2 separate regions of the Arachis hypogaea genome follow, and region 1 is linked to region 2. A link is a contact called in public Hi-C data. All regions are on one chromosome and are shown on one strand. Each heading gives the region's core, a stretch centred on a gene start, on an enhancer-like site or on the middle of the called end of the contact. The rest is flanking DNA. Distances are from core to core; before and after follow the strand shown. Region 1 holds the start of LOC112800124 (probable prolyl 4-hydroxylase 9). Region 2 holds the start of LOC112800115 (subtilisin-like protease SBT1.7).

What was found. Hi-C and Micro-C count contacts between places; a contact is called where the count stands out from the background.
Region 1: a Hi-C map of leaf shows a contact between it and region 2, with 3 times the contacts expected there. The contact joins the promoter of LOC112800124 here to the promoter of LOC112800115 in region 2. A contact is called at or near these places in 2 of 8 Hi-C or Micro-C datasets (both in leaf).

The regions. Positions count from the first base shown.
Region 1 is chr1:19,352,717-19,357,028 of arahy.Tifrunner.gnm2.J5K5, reverse strand. LOC112800124 (probable prolyl 4-hydroxylase 9) reads right to left here and starts at 1,838. Exons shown (of 8, transcript XM_025842218.2): 1 at 1,550-1,838; 2 at 1,310-1,432; 3 at 634-791. The coding sequence starts at 1,681.
Region 2 is chr1:19,200,399-19,204,748 of arahy.Tifrunner.gnm2.J5K5, reverse strand. It overlaps LOC112800115 (subtilisin-like protease SBT1.7), which reads left to right and starts at 2,229. Exons shown (of 1, transcript XM_025842209.3): 1 at 2,229-4,350. The coding sequence starts at 2,625.

The DNA of each region.
Region 1 (4,312 bases), core at 589-3,088, 150 kb before region 2:
GTCTAAGAGTCAACAGTTGTGGTCTCCCATTCTTCTAAATATATGCTAATTGTCAAGGTATCAAACTAAGCTTTTGGAGAGATGGTTTACAACAAAGTTCAATAACTTCTATGACCAAATGGTGTATACTATAAAGTTCAACCCTTATTTTCCCCATTCTTCTTGATACATGTTAAACTTCAGCACAAGGAAAAATGTGCTTCTTCATGATCCATGCGTTAATCCAAAGAGACTTCTGCATGTGGAGGCATGTTAAGATATAAAAACATTTTTTGCCTTTACTTAAAAACTTAAGCCTTTGGGAAGATAGTTTATGACAATAAATTTCAGCTCAAGATAAAGAAAGGCCTCTCATTCTCCTCGTTTCCAGGTCACTAAGCTTTTTTGCACAGGTGAATGTAAGTCCCTCTACCTTAGAACTTACAACATAAGCTTTTAGAAGAAATGATTTGGCATGATATGACATTAAGTAACTAGATGATCAAATGTCCATAAACTATTTTAGGAGATCATAACCAAAATCACTCACCAGAATATTTTCCAGTTTATGACAGAAGTAAAGCTAACTATTGTATTTCGTCCGTTTGTAAGGAAATCATAGAGTTAAGTATTAGACAGTGACCTACACGCTACCTTGTTCTAATTCCCTTGGTATTCTCCTCCGTTTCTCCCTTGCGCAATGCCAAGGTTGATGGTTTGAGGCCTGCCTTTGCAATATCAACTATACTTTCACATTGTTCCGCAGTTGCAAAATTTGGAAAATACAGAGCTCGAGGTTGCCAGCTCAAAACCTAGCAAACAAAAGAGAAATTTATTTTCTTTTACGTAAAAAGACATTTTTTTGAGAGTCAATACAAAAGGACTAACTTCATAGTTATGGATATGATGCAGACTCGGAATATATCACAATCTCTTGAACAAAGAGCAGAGATAATTTGAGTCAACCTGCCATTAAACAATCTCAAGCGTAACGCTGACCAAAGTCAAATAACATCATACCAATGCCTAGAATTCAAAATTCAAGCAAAACTAATCTAGAAAACTAGAATTGCAATTCCACAAACTTATTTCATACAAGCTATACCAATTGAAAAACAAGGCCTAAAAGGAAACATGCCATTCCCACAGAAAAAAAAAAAAATCGCTGTAACCATGAAATTCAAATCTCAAATACAAACAAGTTCACCTAATCAAGCAACTCCACGACTTTGAACAAAACAGGCAAGGAATTAAAAAACAGAAATAAAAATAAAATTGAATCACTGGCAACAAGTTCAGTTAAGGATCTGAGTGAAACAAAACTGCGCACCTGAAAAGGAATCGATGTAATGGAATCGTCACCGGACTCTCCCGCCAGCAACAGATTGTATTCCGTCTCCTCCTTCGTAGATTCTAGAAGCCTCGGTCCCGGCCTCATGCCATGTCCATCGTCCTGCGAATTCTCAACAATCGATTACTTTATTATTATTATTATTATTATTATTATTATTATTATTATTATTATTATTATTATTATTGTTGATAAAAAAATGGAAGAAAATGAGTTGACCTGAGAGTGAAAGAAGAGAGCAGAACCGAAGAATCCAGCGAGGAAGAAGAAGATGCAAATGAGGAAGACGTAAGGAAAACCCAGCTTGTTCGTTCTCAAGCTCCAGTTTCCTTTCACCGTTTTCACTTTCATTGTTTTTTGTTCCTGGTTTCTCCTTGCTTGTTCTGAAGCCTGTTATAGTGTCTGTGTGCTACTGGGTCAATTTTTAGTTTTTTACATACCAACAGCGGTCATTTAACGGAAACTCTTATGACAAAAAAAAAATAGAAAGACAAATCGATCCTGGCGGAACATTTAAATCCTTGACAGACCTCTTTAAAATTTGCATATATTTGAATATAATTTGTCTAATTTTAAAAAAATTTTATATGTAAATTTATATCAATTAGATCAGCACAAGAAAAAATAAGTTTAATTTTTCTATTGAATCTAACATACTCAAATAAATAAGAAAAATTGATATGTCCAAATTTTAAAAAAATTAAGAACTTAAATATATTTTTAAATTATCAAAAATTTAAATATCTATAAATTAAAAAATCAAAGACATATTTATTCCTTTTAACAAAAAACACTCTTATAGCCGAGCAAATTTTTAATAATTTTTGTCCGCATTTAATAGCCATAAATACCAAATTATCGCCCACAAATAAATTTTATTAATTGATATCTATAAATTGAATATAAATTATATTTGTATATTGACTCAAATGTGTAAACTCTATTAATTTATATGTATAGATATAGAAGTAAATTCTAATTTATCCTCTTTTAAATAAATGATAAGTTATCCTCTATAATAAATTTAATAGTTATTAGATAAAATTAATTAGAGTTATGGTATACATACAAGTTTTTTTATCTTACAAGTTGGACCAAATCTAATAAAAATTATACTCACCCATTGAAGAGTGATAACATGCGTGTTATTCAACCGTTTCCAAAGCGCGCTCTCACTCATCATTATGAAAGACGTTTCTTTTTCTTCGTATTTCTCTTTCTCCTCCTCTTCCTTCTTCTTCTCCTTCTTCTTTGCGTTTCTCCTCCTTTTTCTTCGCGTGTTTCATCTTCGTTGTTTTTTTTATTACTGTTGTTGTTGCTGCATTTTTTTCTTCCTCCTCTTTCTATTGATTTTTTAACATTATGTATTTTTTTTCTTTGTTTAATTTTTCTTCTAAGAAAAATTATAAGAAAATGAAATAAGAATATGAGGAAGAAGAAGCAGTAGAAGATGAAGAGGAAGAAAATGAAGAATTTTGAATTATGCAGAACTTATCAGAATAAAAATACACCCAAAATTTCTTAAAATACATCCAAATATCTTCGTGTTACACCAAAATATCTTTATGTTACACCCAAATTTGCTGTAAATACAGAAAATATTTTCTCTAATGCTGAATTTTTTTCTTCTTCTTTTTTTCCTTATTTCTTTCTTTCTTTTAGTTAAATGAATGTAAGTTCATCCTCTTCCAAGTAATTTTACAGTATTATATGTTTCTTTTTCTTCTTTGTTTAATTTTTTTTAGTTTTATTGTTGTTAAGAGAGTAAAACAAGAAGAAACTTGAAGCGGTAAATTAAAAAAGAAAAGATGAATAAAAAGAAGAAAAAGATGATGGTAATGATGATAAAAAAAAAAAAAGAAACAGCAGTAGAAGATGAGAAAGAAAAAGAGGAAGAATTTTGAATTATGCAGAACTTATCAGAATAAAAATACACCCAAAATTTCTTAAAATACATCCAAATATTTTCGTGTTACACCCAAATATTTTCGTGCTACACCCAAATTTGTTGCAAATACAAAAAAATGTTTTCTCTAATGTTATATTTTTTCTTCTGAATTGAACCACACCTCAGCCACTTGATTAGATTTAAAACAATAATCAATTTTGTTATGGTTCAATTAACAATCTGAACTTGAATTATTTATTATCTTCAACAATGAGATAACTGATGATAGAGGAGAAAGAGAAAAAGAAAAGAGGAAAAGAAATTCCAATGAAAAAAGGAGGAGGAGGAGGAGGAGGTGGTGGTGGTGGTGGTGGTATTGATGACGACGATAACAAGAGAGAAAAATGAAGAAGAAGAGGCACGGAGAAAAACGTAAAAACACGTGAATATAAATGACTTGTATGGAAAAACGTATGAATATAAATGACTTATATGAAAAAAAACGCTTATCCGTGGAGAATAATTCAATTAATTATATCATCGAATTAATTAATATTAACTCTTAATTTAGCTTGAATTTTGACAAAGAAACTAATTTATTGCAATAAACCAATTTTTAAACTTTATACCTATAAAATCGCACAATTTTTATATTAATTCCATTAACATTTATATAATTCACCCTATTTTAAAATTTTGTGATTTGGCCTTTTGATTTTTCTTTTCGTTTGTTCTTTTTAGCTTTTTAGTTTTTTTTTAATTGTTCTCTATGAAAAACAATCACTTTTTTTATTTATCCTGTTTGTGTGTCGGATATATTTTAAACACGATATTTTTTGATACTCGTTAGACATATATATTTTTTGTGTCTAATTATATCTTAATAAAAAAATTTTAAACATGTTTAGACATACCTAAATACCATTATGTGTTAAAGTGTCCAATTTTATTTTTAACATATATTCTTAAAATAAATTTAAAAATAATATATATTATTAATTATTAAAATAAAATATTTTAAATACTTATATAATTAAAAATATTAAAAATAATTAAAAAATAAATTTATATTTTAATATTAATAAAATATAAAA
Region 2 (4,350 bases), core at 980-3,479:
TTAAATATCTTAGGTGCATCATATAGGATAATGGAGAGATTGAACATGATGTAAATCATAGAATCCAAGCAGGTTGGTCAAAATGGCGGAGTGCGTCTGGTTTTATATGTCCCAAAAAAGTGTCTTTAAAACTTAAAGGTAAATTCTATCACACTGTTTAGATCGACTATACTTTATGGTACAGAGTGTTGGGCAGCTAAAGGGGAGCACGAACATAAGTTAAGTGTGACAGAGATGAAGATGTTGAGATGGATGAGTGGTCATACGCAATTGGATAGAATAAGGAACGAAGATATAAGAGAGAGAGTTGGAGTAGCACCTATTGTGGAACAGATGGTAGAATCGCATCTCAGGTGGTTTGGACATGTGAGAAGAAGACCGACAAAACACTCATTCAGGAGGGTGGATGAGATGGAAGTTGGATAAGGGGTGAAAAGTAGAGAAAAACCTAGAAAGACCATCCACGAGGTGGTCGAATAAGATTTACATGTAAATGATCTCTCTATAAATATGATGTATAATAGAGTTGAATGATGTTGTTTGATTCATGTAGCCGATCTCCACCTAATAGAATAAGAGTTTGTTATTCCTGTTGTTATTATAAATATATTATTTTATTTATATAATTATATTATAATTAAATCTCGATTGAATTTTAAACTTTTAAATTTTTAGCTCTATTGATTCAATATTAAGAATTCACCAACATATATAAATCTAAAAGAGTATAAGAAATAAAAACAACCATAATAAATTTGAAAAAAAAATTCAAGAAAATCTTATTATATTGAAGAAGTTAAACTAAGAATAAGAGATTTATGTAAAGTAATCTTTACACAAGTTACGATATCTAAGATGATTGAATAATATTTAGTTGAGTCGTGTGGATTAAACATGTTTGTGGGCAAAATCCCCACAAATTCATGGGTGAATCCAAACCTATAGGCATCTCTAATAGTGCTTGTTTTGGATGTTACAAAAATGGATATTACCAACTAAAATTTAAATAATAATAATAATAATAATATTGAAAAAAAATCCACTATGGAAAATTGGAAATCTTAATCAAGAAGAAACGTTCATATTTTTTTGTTTTTCGTATAAAACTAGTTTTTAATAGTTCGTTCCCACTTTCCACTTACTCTATCCTAATAAATTCCAAGAAGGCAACAGCACTAGCAAAGATAGTGATTGTGAGCTTTCTCACTTTCTTCCTTTTGGTACACCCGTGACCATGAATTTCTTAAGAGAATAAAAAGTATTTATTTAAGCTGGTTTGGTTGGCAGGTGGGGAGGAGAAACGAAAACCTCCAAAACGAAAATAGAAAAATATCTTGCGTTCATTAAGATTGAGTTAACTTTATCTATATAAATACCCGTGAACCGATGTGCGTGTTTTACATTTCTTTCTACCTTTACCCAATTAATGCTGCAATCCTCAACACTGCACAATCACATATTTACAGGATGCATTGGTCATAGATGCACCCCAACCCCATTATCAAATATCGATTAATTAATTAATTTCCAATAACATCCGCTAAAAGACACAGTTGCGGGAATTCAAGGTAGTAGGTCAAAAATTGGTGTACGAAGTTAACGTTTGGACTATGCAGTTAGTGATTGAAAGCCTGCACAACCCTGTTTAAAGCGCCCAACTAGTGGTGCCTTTAATCTGCAAAACAACTAATATAAAGCTTAGCAAACAAATCAATCATATCGGGGAAAAAAAATATAGGAAGGTTATCAGGTGTACCAGAAACACCGGTTTTTCAGTTGTTTTAAGCGTTGATCTAAATTATAAAAATTATATATAATATATATTAATTAAAATCAACGGTTAAAACAACTAAAACACTGATGTTTTCGGGAACACCTGATAATTTTCCAAAAATATAAAATTAACTTATATTTACAACTCTATCAACAATTATATCCAATAATTATAACTAAACTAATTTATATTATAACTCTATTGTCAATTATATCCAATAATTATAATTTTATTAAAGATAAGAAAAACATAAAAAATGATCTATAAATATTCAAAATACGAATAAAATTACTCATAAAAATATATAACGAATTTTGTATTCACAAAAAATAAATTTTATATGACAAAAATATTAAAAAATCTCAAAATATTCTCATCATCATTCCCACCACCACCATCAACCCTCCTCTCTCGATAAACCACATAAACTACATTTCAATATTATGGTTATTGGATACTTTATTAAAGATGGGAAGGAAAGATATAATAGTTATTGGATATAGTTGATAAATAATCCTATCATTGCTCTAAAATAAAATGACGGGACAGTCTCAAGTGATGGGCTTGCAGTAGTGGAGAAAGAAACGGTGGTAAACGCACATGCGAAAGCAAGGCCCAATTGTCTTACACTACTACACATACAGGATACAGCTACTACAATTTCCCCACTCATCACTCACTCATTTTCTCTCTCCTGCTCCTGCTTTTTGTCTCCAATGCAATAATTCAAGAGAAGCAGACAACCACCCACCGCTTCCCCTTTTCACACCACAATCACACTCACATAAAAGACCTGCTTCTCCCTCTTATTTCTATTCCATTGCTACTTTACTCATCAAAACACAGGAAAATGGGCACGCCTCGTAAAGCTTCTCTTGCAGTGTTCTTACTTCTCTTTGTTGCTCTCTGCCATGGGGCAACTTCGGCGAACAAGAAGACCACCTACATAGTCCACGTGGCGAAATCTCAGATGCCGGAGAGCTTTGAGCACCACGCTGAGTGGTACGCTTCCTCTCTCAAATCCGTTTCTGAATCGGCGGAAATGCTTTACACCTACGAGAACGCCATCCATGGGTACTCCACCAGGTTAACGGAGGAGGAAGCTCGTTTGTTAGAGGCACAGGACGGTGTCCTCGCCGTGCTTCCGGAGACAAAGTACGAACTCCACACCACGAGGACTCCGTTGTTCCTGGGCCTTGACAAGAGCTCGGATCTTTTTCCGGCGTCGGATTCCTCCAGTGACGTCATCGTCGGAGTTCTCGACACCGGTGTTTGGCCAGAGAGCAAGAGCTTTGACGACACTGGGCTCGGACCCGTTCCCAGTACGTGGAAAGGCACGTGCGAAACTGGAACCAACTTCACTGCTTCTAACTGCAACAGAAAACTCATAGGAGCGAGATTCTTCGCCAAAGGCTACGAAGCCATGTTAGGTCCAATCGATGTGACTAAAGAGTCTAAGTCCCCTCGCGACGACGACGGCCACGGAACCCACACCGCCAGCACCGCCGCGGGATCTGTTGTAACTGGCGCCAGCCTCTTTGGCTACGCACAGGGGACGGCGCGTGGGATGGCCACGCGAGCTAGAATCGCGGCATACAAAGTGTGCTGGATCGGAGGGTGTTTCAGCTCTGATATTCTCGCCGCCATTGATAGGGCCATTCTGGATCACGTTGACGTTCTTTCTATGTCCCTTGGTGGTGGAAGCTCTGATTATTACAGAGACAGTGTTGCAATTGGATCCTTCGCTGCAATGGAGAAAGGGATTCTAATTTCTTGTTCTGCTGGAAACGCTGGTCCCAGTCCTTCGAGTCTTTCCAATGTGGCACCATGGATCACTACCGTGGGCGCGGGTACACTTGATCGTGATTTTCCGGCGTTCGTTAGCCTCGGTAACGGGCTCAACTTCTCTGGTGTTTCCTTGTATCGAGGTAACGCTTTACCTGATTCTCCGTTACCGTTTGTTTACGCTGGCAATGCAAGCAACGCGACGAATGGAAACTTGTGCATGGTGGGAACACTATCGCCGGAGAAAGTTGCCGGGAAAATCGTGTTGTGTGAAAGAGGAGTTAGCGCTAGGGTTCAAAAAGGTGCTGTGGTGAAGGCTGCTGGAGGATTGGGAATGGTGCTGGCTAACACCGCTGCCAACGGCGAAGAGCTTGTGGCTGACGCGCACCTACTTCCGGCGACGGCGGTAGGTGAGAAAGCCGGAGACGCCGTCAAGAAGTATCTCTTTACTGACGCTAAACCAACCGTGAAGATCGATTTTGAAGGGACTAAGGTAGGGATCCAGCCGTCGCCGGTGGTGGCGGCGTTCAGTTCCCGTGGCCCCAATGGTTTAACGCAACAGATCTTGAAGCCTGATCTGATCGCACCGGGTGTCAACATCTTAGCGGGTTGGTCCAGGGCGGTGGGTCCCACAGGCTTAGCCGTTGATAACAGGCGCGTGGACTTCAACATCATCTCCGGCACTTCAATGTCGTGCCCTCACGTGAGTGGCTTAGCTGCGCTGGTCAAATCGGCTCATCCAGAATGGAGCCCAGCTGCGGTTCGGTCGGCTCTCATGACAACGGCATACA